Regions from separate parts of the Zea mays genome. Here region 1 is linked to region 2. Evidence: chromatin contacts called from public Hi-C data. All regions are on one chromosome and are shown on one strand. The core of a region is the stretch at or near the end of the contact, and the rest is flanking DNA. Distances in the headings are between cores, read along the strand shown. Region 1 holds the start of LOC100383498. Region 2 has its middle 75 kb from the start of LOC100383498.

The links. A called contact is a pair of places that touch in the nucleus more often than the background predicts.
Region 1: a Hi-C map of leaf shows a contact between it and region 2, with 6 times the contacts expected there. The contact joins the promoter of LOC100383498 here to the enhancer-like site in region 2. A contact is called at or near these places in 3 of 25 Hi-C or Micro-C datasets (ear, endosperm and leaf).

What each region holds. Positions count from the first base shown.
Region 1 is chr9:128,106,106-128,109,809 of Zm-B73-REFERENCE-NAM-5.0, reverse strand. LOC100383498 reads right to left here and starts at 1,378. Exons shown (of 13, transcript NM_001176146.1): 1 at 920-1,378; 2 at 1-132. The coding sequence starts at 1,094.
Region 2 is chr9:128,031,599-128,035,367 of Zm-B73-REFERENCE-NAM-5.0, reverse strand. No RefSeq gene overlaps it. Among protein-coding and RNA genes, the nearest start is that of LOC100383498, 75 kb to the left of the region's middle. Within about 2 kb of position 1,852, at least 20 of the 20 cell types and tissues checked have an H3K27ac peak or open chromatin away from gene starts, as enhancers often do. A contact at or near this core is called in ear, endosperm and leaf, where this site is marked.

The DNA of each region.
Region 1 (3,704 bases), core at 129-2,628, 75 kb before region 2:
ATTCATCAGGATCATGCCCTAGTGGCGTCACTACACCCATGCCAGTGACAACCACTCTCCTCTGTTTCATATCAGGTTTCTTATTTTCCACAGCTGTCCTTTCAGGATGCAAGGCAACAGACATGGCCATTCCTGCAGTTCACCAGAATTTTGTTCATTCGGTGTACAACTACCAGAAATCAGCATGTAAGACAAATAGAAGTGGACAACAGGAAAGGCAGTGCCATCCACAAATGCCCATATATCAATTGAATCCCTTTTCAAGTAAAAACTTTGGTCATCTGAGTGGCCCACAGGGGAGAACAAAAGAAGACACCACAATCAACAAATAATATAGGATGGTTTGCCCACACATTTCATTTGGTATGCTTGTGCTGAAGTAATGGTACCACAAAGGCACAGCCAAAACCAGGGATGGCAGTAGAGATATCAACTGTTAAGGAATGCAAGCTTGCTTAGTTCCAGACAGGACAATTTCATGAACAAGACAATATTTCAGTTTCTTTTGGTTGTCAATATAGCGACGCCAAAATTGGGTCTGAAATTTCCCTGTAGGCACAGTTCCTCCTCATGATAAAAATCCTAGGTTTACATAAATTTAGTGAAACTAGTGCAGCCAGACCTAGCAATTGCAAACCCACCAACTTACTCCAGAGCATGAGCTGACGGCCAGTCCGAAACCATACAAAAACAAAAAAGACTGGACCAAGATGCCGGCATCAAGCTGGGTATAATCCCCTCGAAGCCTACATCCCGGGCGCGCGCACGAGCTATGTGACCCTGGAACCGTATAAAACTCCCACCTTTAACCCGCCGCCAAATCTCCGCTGTGACACTACCGATGCAGTGAAACTCCTCCGTTACAGCGAAGCGTGAAAGAAACCAGACTTTGGCAATAGAAAACGGGAAATGGGCTGACCAGAGCGCCCCACGCCGCGGCGCCCTGAGCCGAGGCGGCGGCGCGAGCCGAAGAAACCCCCTACGCCGCCACCGCGGTGCCTGCGTTCATTCTCCTTCTCGCCATCGCCGCAGGCCGCGGAGAGACAGGCGGCGACGAGCCAGGTGCAGAGCGGCGGCGCCACCGCCGCTGCCATTGCTCAGGGCCTAGATCCCGGGAACGCTATGAGGACGCCGGGCAGCTGATTTCGGGGGCGGGGACGCGGTCGCATCCACCGGCCCCGAGAACCGGGGAGCAGAGCCCCGAGATGCGTCCGGCGGGCGAGAGAAGTAGGGTAGGGGTGGGTAGGCGGAGGAGTTCGTGGGAGTCGGGGGCGTGGCGGGTGGTGGGTGAGCTCAGTAAGAAAGGAGGCCGCTTGAGGACATCTGGGAGGTGGCCGACGGGGCGGGGGCCGCCATTGCCAGGTGTTCGCGGTGGTGGGAAAGACCAGAGCAGCGGAGTCAGGAGCACAGATGGTGTGGTTTAATAGAAGGAAAATCCAACACAACCAAACCGGATGGCGAAACTTTTCCTCGACCTCGCTCGAGTCGAGGAGTCTTTGCTAGTAGTAAAAACTTTTAAGACCGAAGTTTTTATTCTTTTCAGTAAGTAGTACGGAGTATTTTACAAGAACTTCTCGCTTGGGCTTGGCCCGTAGCGGTGTAAATATGTGAGTGGAAACTGAAAAGCTTGAGGAGATGGAGAGGAGGGAGCGACTGGGTCGCGAGGCCTGTGTGGGATTTTGATGTTGCCAGCTAGGGCTCTGGATGCTCCCAAAAATTGCTTTCGGATGGAAGGATTGGAATTGGATAAATATACGTGCATCCCAGTCTAAGAAATAATAATTGTATTTAAAAAGTTTCATCCAGAAATAATAATCATATTTTGAATAAAAAGGTAAGCGATATATATTTTGATCGACACGATTAATTACATAATATGTAAATTTCGACGTGCACTATAGATTTGTAGTCAAAGTATTTCTGAGATGATATTGTTTTTATACCAATAAAAAAGGATCAAATACGTGCAGTACGATCCAATGTTATAATTGTAAAATTTTAAAAAACATGGATGGTGGTAAAAGTCGGTTAGTTTGAACAATCACTAGAAGAAGCTATATACAGGTGTGAAGAAAAAATATTTTATATTTTATGGAATCCGAAGTGGGAAAGTAATGGTAGAGCGCAATGAGTTAAAATTATCCGTTTCACAGTACTTTTTTTGTCCTTCCGAAGTTCAAAAAGAGGTACTCAAATAAAATAGGAATTCACAAAATGGAGAAAATCGTTGCAGTCATTATAGGAAAGTATGGGGAGACTTAGAGCATATCCTATTTGAAGGAAGATGAAATTCAAATCAGGTAAGAGATCCTTCCTTCTATTGATTTGATCATAATTCTTTTTTCTTTTTATGTCTCTCTGATTTTCGATGAATGAGCCTATTGGTAATGCTTTTATCTCTTTCTGTGGCGCAATTAAGGATGAAAACGGTTTCGGAATTTTTCGGAATTCCGGAAACCGGTTTCGAAAAAAAAAATTATCAGAATCGGTGTGGTGTTTTTCGAAAACAGAATCGGTTTTCGGAATTTCTATCGGAATCGGTGTGGTGTTTTACCGACCATTTTCTTCGGTTACTGGTTTTTGTCGGAAATTATCGGATTTGTGTCGCGGAATTTTTCGGAATTGTGTCTCGATTTTTTTTGGAATTGTGACTCAGAATTTTTCGGAATTTTTCAGCATGTGATTTTTCACATCGTATGTACGTCTCTAGATAAGGATTACTTATTTTTGTATTTTTTGGACGCCTTTATATTTTTTTTGGGATAGATGGTATTGGAAGGCAGTTGGGATTAACGATTTGGTCTCTCGAACGAATCCATCATTTTATATGTACATGTTATGTATTAGTAATATATAATGATAGAGATCCGACAGTCTATCTTTTTCACACACTAGGTTTTAGGGTTTTCCTGTGAGGTTGTGAAAAAACTCTTTATGTGAGGGAAAATATTTCATAAGCAAGCATGTCATGTCAACTAGATCGAGTGGATATTGTGAACTGTGAACTTTGAGTCTGTGAACTTGTGATATTTATGAACTTGTTATATTGTGAACTTGTTATATTGAGAACTTGTGATCTTTGTAAATTTTTTATATTATAAATTTGTGATCCTTGTGAACTTGTTATATCATGAATTGTGAAGTTGTGGTCTTTGTGATCTTTTGTCAACTTTGTTGTATTGTGAAGTTTGATATGTTTACCGATTGTATTTTAGATTTCGACCGTTACAGGTGTATTTTCCGCACCAAACTTTCATTTTTCGATGTTTCTGAAATACCGATATTGTTTCCGTTTCTGGAGTTATCGTTTTCGATTTTGTTTCCGATAAAAATATGAAAACGATAATGGTTTTAGTGTTAACCGACCGTTTCCGACCGTTTTCATCCCTAGACGCAATCGACCGTCGAGTCTATAAACAAGTACTAAATAAGGAAAAGGAAACTATACTAAAGGAAATATAAGATATACATCCTAAAATGGGTCGCAATTTATAATTCATTTCACCTTTTTACATCAAGTTTGAATAGCTCGCCTTATTCAAAAAATCATAATTATTATTAATTTTACTGTGATACCATCTAGCATAATATACTTTAAATATGGCTTTAATTTTTCAAACTTTGAGAATATGGATACAAATACTGATCAGATATCGAGTATCTAGACTCGAATACAAATTAAACTTTAGCTCTTTTTGACGGAT
Region 2 (3,769 bases), core at 603-3,102:
CCAACTCATTTCCAATCGCTTTTCTACTGTTTCTAGCACTTAGACACAATACATTAGTACCCAAATCAATGTACTAAGTCTAGAAACTTACCTTGTTGCATAATTTGCACTTCTTAAATCTTTGGCACGGTTTAACACTTAGAGAATATGTGTTGGGCACTTAATCACCAAAACACTTTAGAAATGGCCCAAGGGCACATTTCCCTTTCAGTAGTTCTCTTCATCCCGACCGCCGACGTGCATCTGCGCTCGGGAGAGCAGGTCTCCGGAACCCTTCGCCTTTTCGACATCCTGCACCGGGAGAGGGCGAATAAGGTTTTTGGAAAGCGTCCTCACGTGACTGCTCGCGATTAGGGATGGCAATGGATGTGATTTATCCACATACCCGCGGATAAAAAACCCGTTGGGCACGGTTTTGGGTACGAGTCTGTACCCATGGATACGGATACGGGTAGCACTTGATATCCGTGGATATTTTTAAAACGGGTACGAAAAATCAGTATCCATACCCAAATACCCGAATATCCGTTAAAATATCTCGTACTCCTGTCCCACAGGCCCACGAGCCACAACCCACAAGGCCACAAGCCTAGGTTCCAGGCTTCCAGCGAAGCCCTCGCTTGGTCGCTCTCACTCCAGACCCTCCCATCTCTCCTCTCCCACTCCTACCGCGACTGTCACCTAGAGTACAGATACAATACATACGTATAATTATTGTTAGGATTTAAATATGTTGTATGTGTAGTGGGCAAACGGATATATCCGTGACTGTTGCCTAGAATTTGCTGGATTTAAATATGTTGCATGTGTAGTGGGCAAACGGATATATCCGCGGATATCCGATACTGTTTTTTATCCATAGCGGATAACGGGTACGGGTTCGGATACCAGATATAAGTCACGGATATGGATGTCCAGAGATACTATCCGTGGATAGTTTATCCGTTGCCATCCCTACTCGCGATCTTGTCGTCGAACCCTGCTGTTTCGACATCATCGGCTCCGCTGCTTCGACGTCGTCGACCCTGCTGCTTCCGGCCCGTGTCATCTACCAGTATGTTTGATCAATGCACATTATCTGATTTGACTTTATACTCCAGTTCTTCTGATTTATATATTCAGAATTTAATCTAAAAATTGTATAATAATTCAACAATAATTTATATTCGAAATTTAATCTGAAAATATCTAATAATTCAACAGACACCTAGACGGGCACAAGTAGACCACCATTCTTTGGTATGCGCACCCTGTCAGAAAAGGAAGCACGAATGCGAGCACCTGGTTCGGCAAAAATCTCCCCAAATCTGGTGCACGGCCGTCGCCTAGGGGCTGGAATCGAGCAAGGAATTTTATGTGCGAACTTGTCAAACAACCCGGCCCGAAGGAGCTTCCTCACCAATGCAACCGCAAATCAGGTCAGGAGGGATTCTAGAATTTTACGTGCGAACCCTGACCTTATACCCATTCGTCACGCAAGAGGAATAGAAACTAGGGAAGATCTCATCTCACCCGGACACCGCCGCCAAATGCCGCCGGAAATAGAGGGAGATTCATTGCTGCCCAGGCCGGCATCCAACGCAGAGAAGTCTACCGCCGCCAACGCCGTCACACTCAACTCGATGTCCAGTTGTCCACTGACCACTGCTGTCTGTCTAGGCCGTCCGGACTGCCGACACCCCCGCGGAAGGAAAGGTTAGTCTTTGATACCGGCCGTCCGCCACGGTACTGGCCGCGCGCACGGGCACGACCAGCCGACCAGCCCGCCGCAGAGGCCGGAGAGCGCGCGGAGCGGTGCCTTGGCGGATGGCGAGGCATGGGCGGAGGCAGGTTCATGGGCTTGGACCTCAGATAGCGCGCATGGCATGACACACGTGGGCTGGGTGGATATCCGTCCATCCCATTTCACGACAAGACCATCCGGGTTCCGTTCATTTTTCTGGGCCGCGGAAAATCCAAGCAGGTCGTAGCTTCTGCTCCCGTTACCCCGTCAACCCAAATGGCCGGCCCAACCTCTCTCAGTTACCCCGGGTCTGAACTGGACTGGACTCTGGAGCATGCTGCTTTTGGTCTGACCCAGAAGACTTGTGTGTGTGCGCGCGCGTGTTTTAAACAATAATGTTTAAAAGGGTCTATCTCTATCTAGATTTCTAGAAACTAGCACTTTTATTTATAAATAAAATACCCGGCCACACCACATGAATGGACATGACTAACTAAACATTCTGATACGAAACCATGATATGGTATAAGATTGAGCTTACCAGTATTAAGCGGTGTACAAAACACTATTGTATCAGTTCTACAGAGATACGGTAGACACTTTAGTGTTTGGAATTAATAGACGATGGAATAGATATCTACTATTTGCTCCATTCCATAATCCAGATGGCGTGATTGGCCGGCCAGCCAAGTTATGCCAAAGCAGATAGCGTAATAAGGAGATGAGTCACACCACCAGAATCCAGTGTTTCTTAACTTTCTTTATCGATCCAAAACAAAGGATCTATGTATCTTTCAATTTCTTCAGAATTTTTCAAGTAGATACTGGAAGATAAGCATGACCTATTCGCTTGTGTTTTGTATTATACCTCTTGTAGTTTTGAAATTAAAATTCTTTCCCATAAAATAATATTTGAGTCTTGGATTAACTTGTTTAGCCTCAAAATAGACTACAAAAAATTAGGGAAAAAACTACCTAAATTCATGGTTTCAAAATAGACTCCAAAAAACTAGAAACTAAAAATTCTTTCCCATAATATAATATTTGAGTCTTGCATTAACCTGTATAGTCTCAAAATAGACTCCAAAAATGTATGTGTTTATGTAAAAGGACCGCTTTGATACTTGGAGTGAATAGACACTACAAACTTTTTTTTTAAAAAAAGTTAGTACATAAAAAAATTAAACACGACACTCTATACTAAACCCGGCCAAGCTGACTTTGCATAGTGGCCTTGGCACAATGCTAAACCCAGCTTGGTTGGGTTGTAATGTCGGTTTGGACGAGTTTGGCCAGCGCAATGCCAAGTGTGCCTTTGCGCCTCGCTTCTCTTCTACGTCAATATAACTTGATGTGTGCTTTCATTATAAGTGTATGGACACCTTCACACACTCTCTACAAACACAAATCACCAAACATGAGTAGCACAAGCAGAAAAACAAATATATATGCAATATTGATAGGTCTTAGGAAAACCAAATAAAAGACACGAGGATTTGTTTGACCGAAGCTCGGACCACACAATGGTGTTGTACGGATCCGTTATGGAAGCCAGTGAGTGACTCAAAAAGGTATGCTTAGCCGACGCCAAAATGACCTATTTCCACTGTCCCACTAACTTTCAGTGGGTAGGTCAACCCTTCTTACAAGTCCACCATAGCAACCCACACAACCTCAAGTTCTTGTTGATGGCACCTTGCCACCTAAGAACAAAATTCCAAGAGTGACAAACTAAGTGAACTAAAATACTTTGACTTGCTCAAGCGCTCAAGAGTGGAACAACTCTCATAGGTTTCTCAGGATCTCTAATGCCACTAAGGCACGTTCACAAGGCTTGGATCACTCTTTAAACATGTATTAGTGAATGTGTATTGGACAACCTTAGAGTGACCGACAAAGCACGTATTTATGACAAGTCATAAGTTCGAACAAAATTTTGGCAGCATAACCCCGTTGTTCTCCATTGCACCATTTTTAGGCGTGCAAATGGAGATCGGGATTATGCTGCCGAAATTGGTTTGGGCTCATTGATTGTCATAATTATGT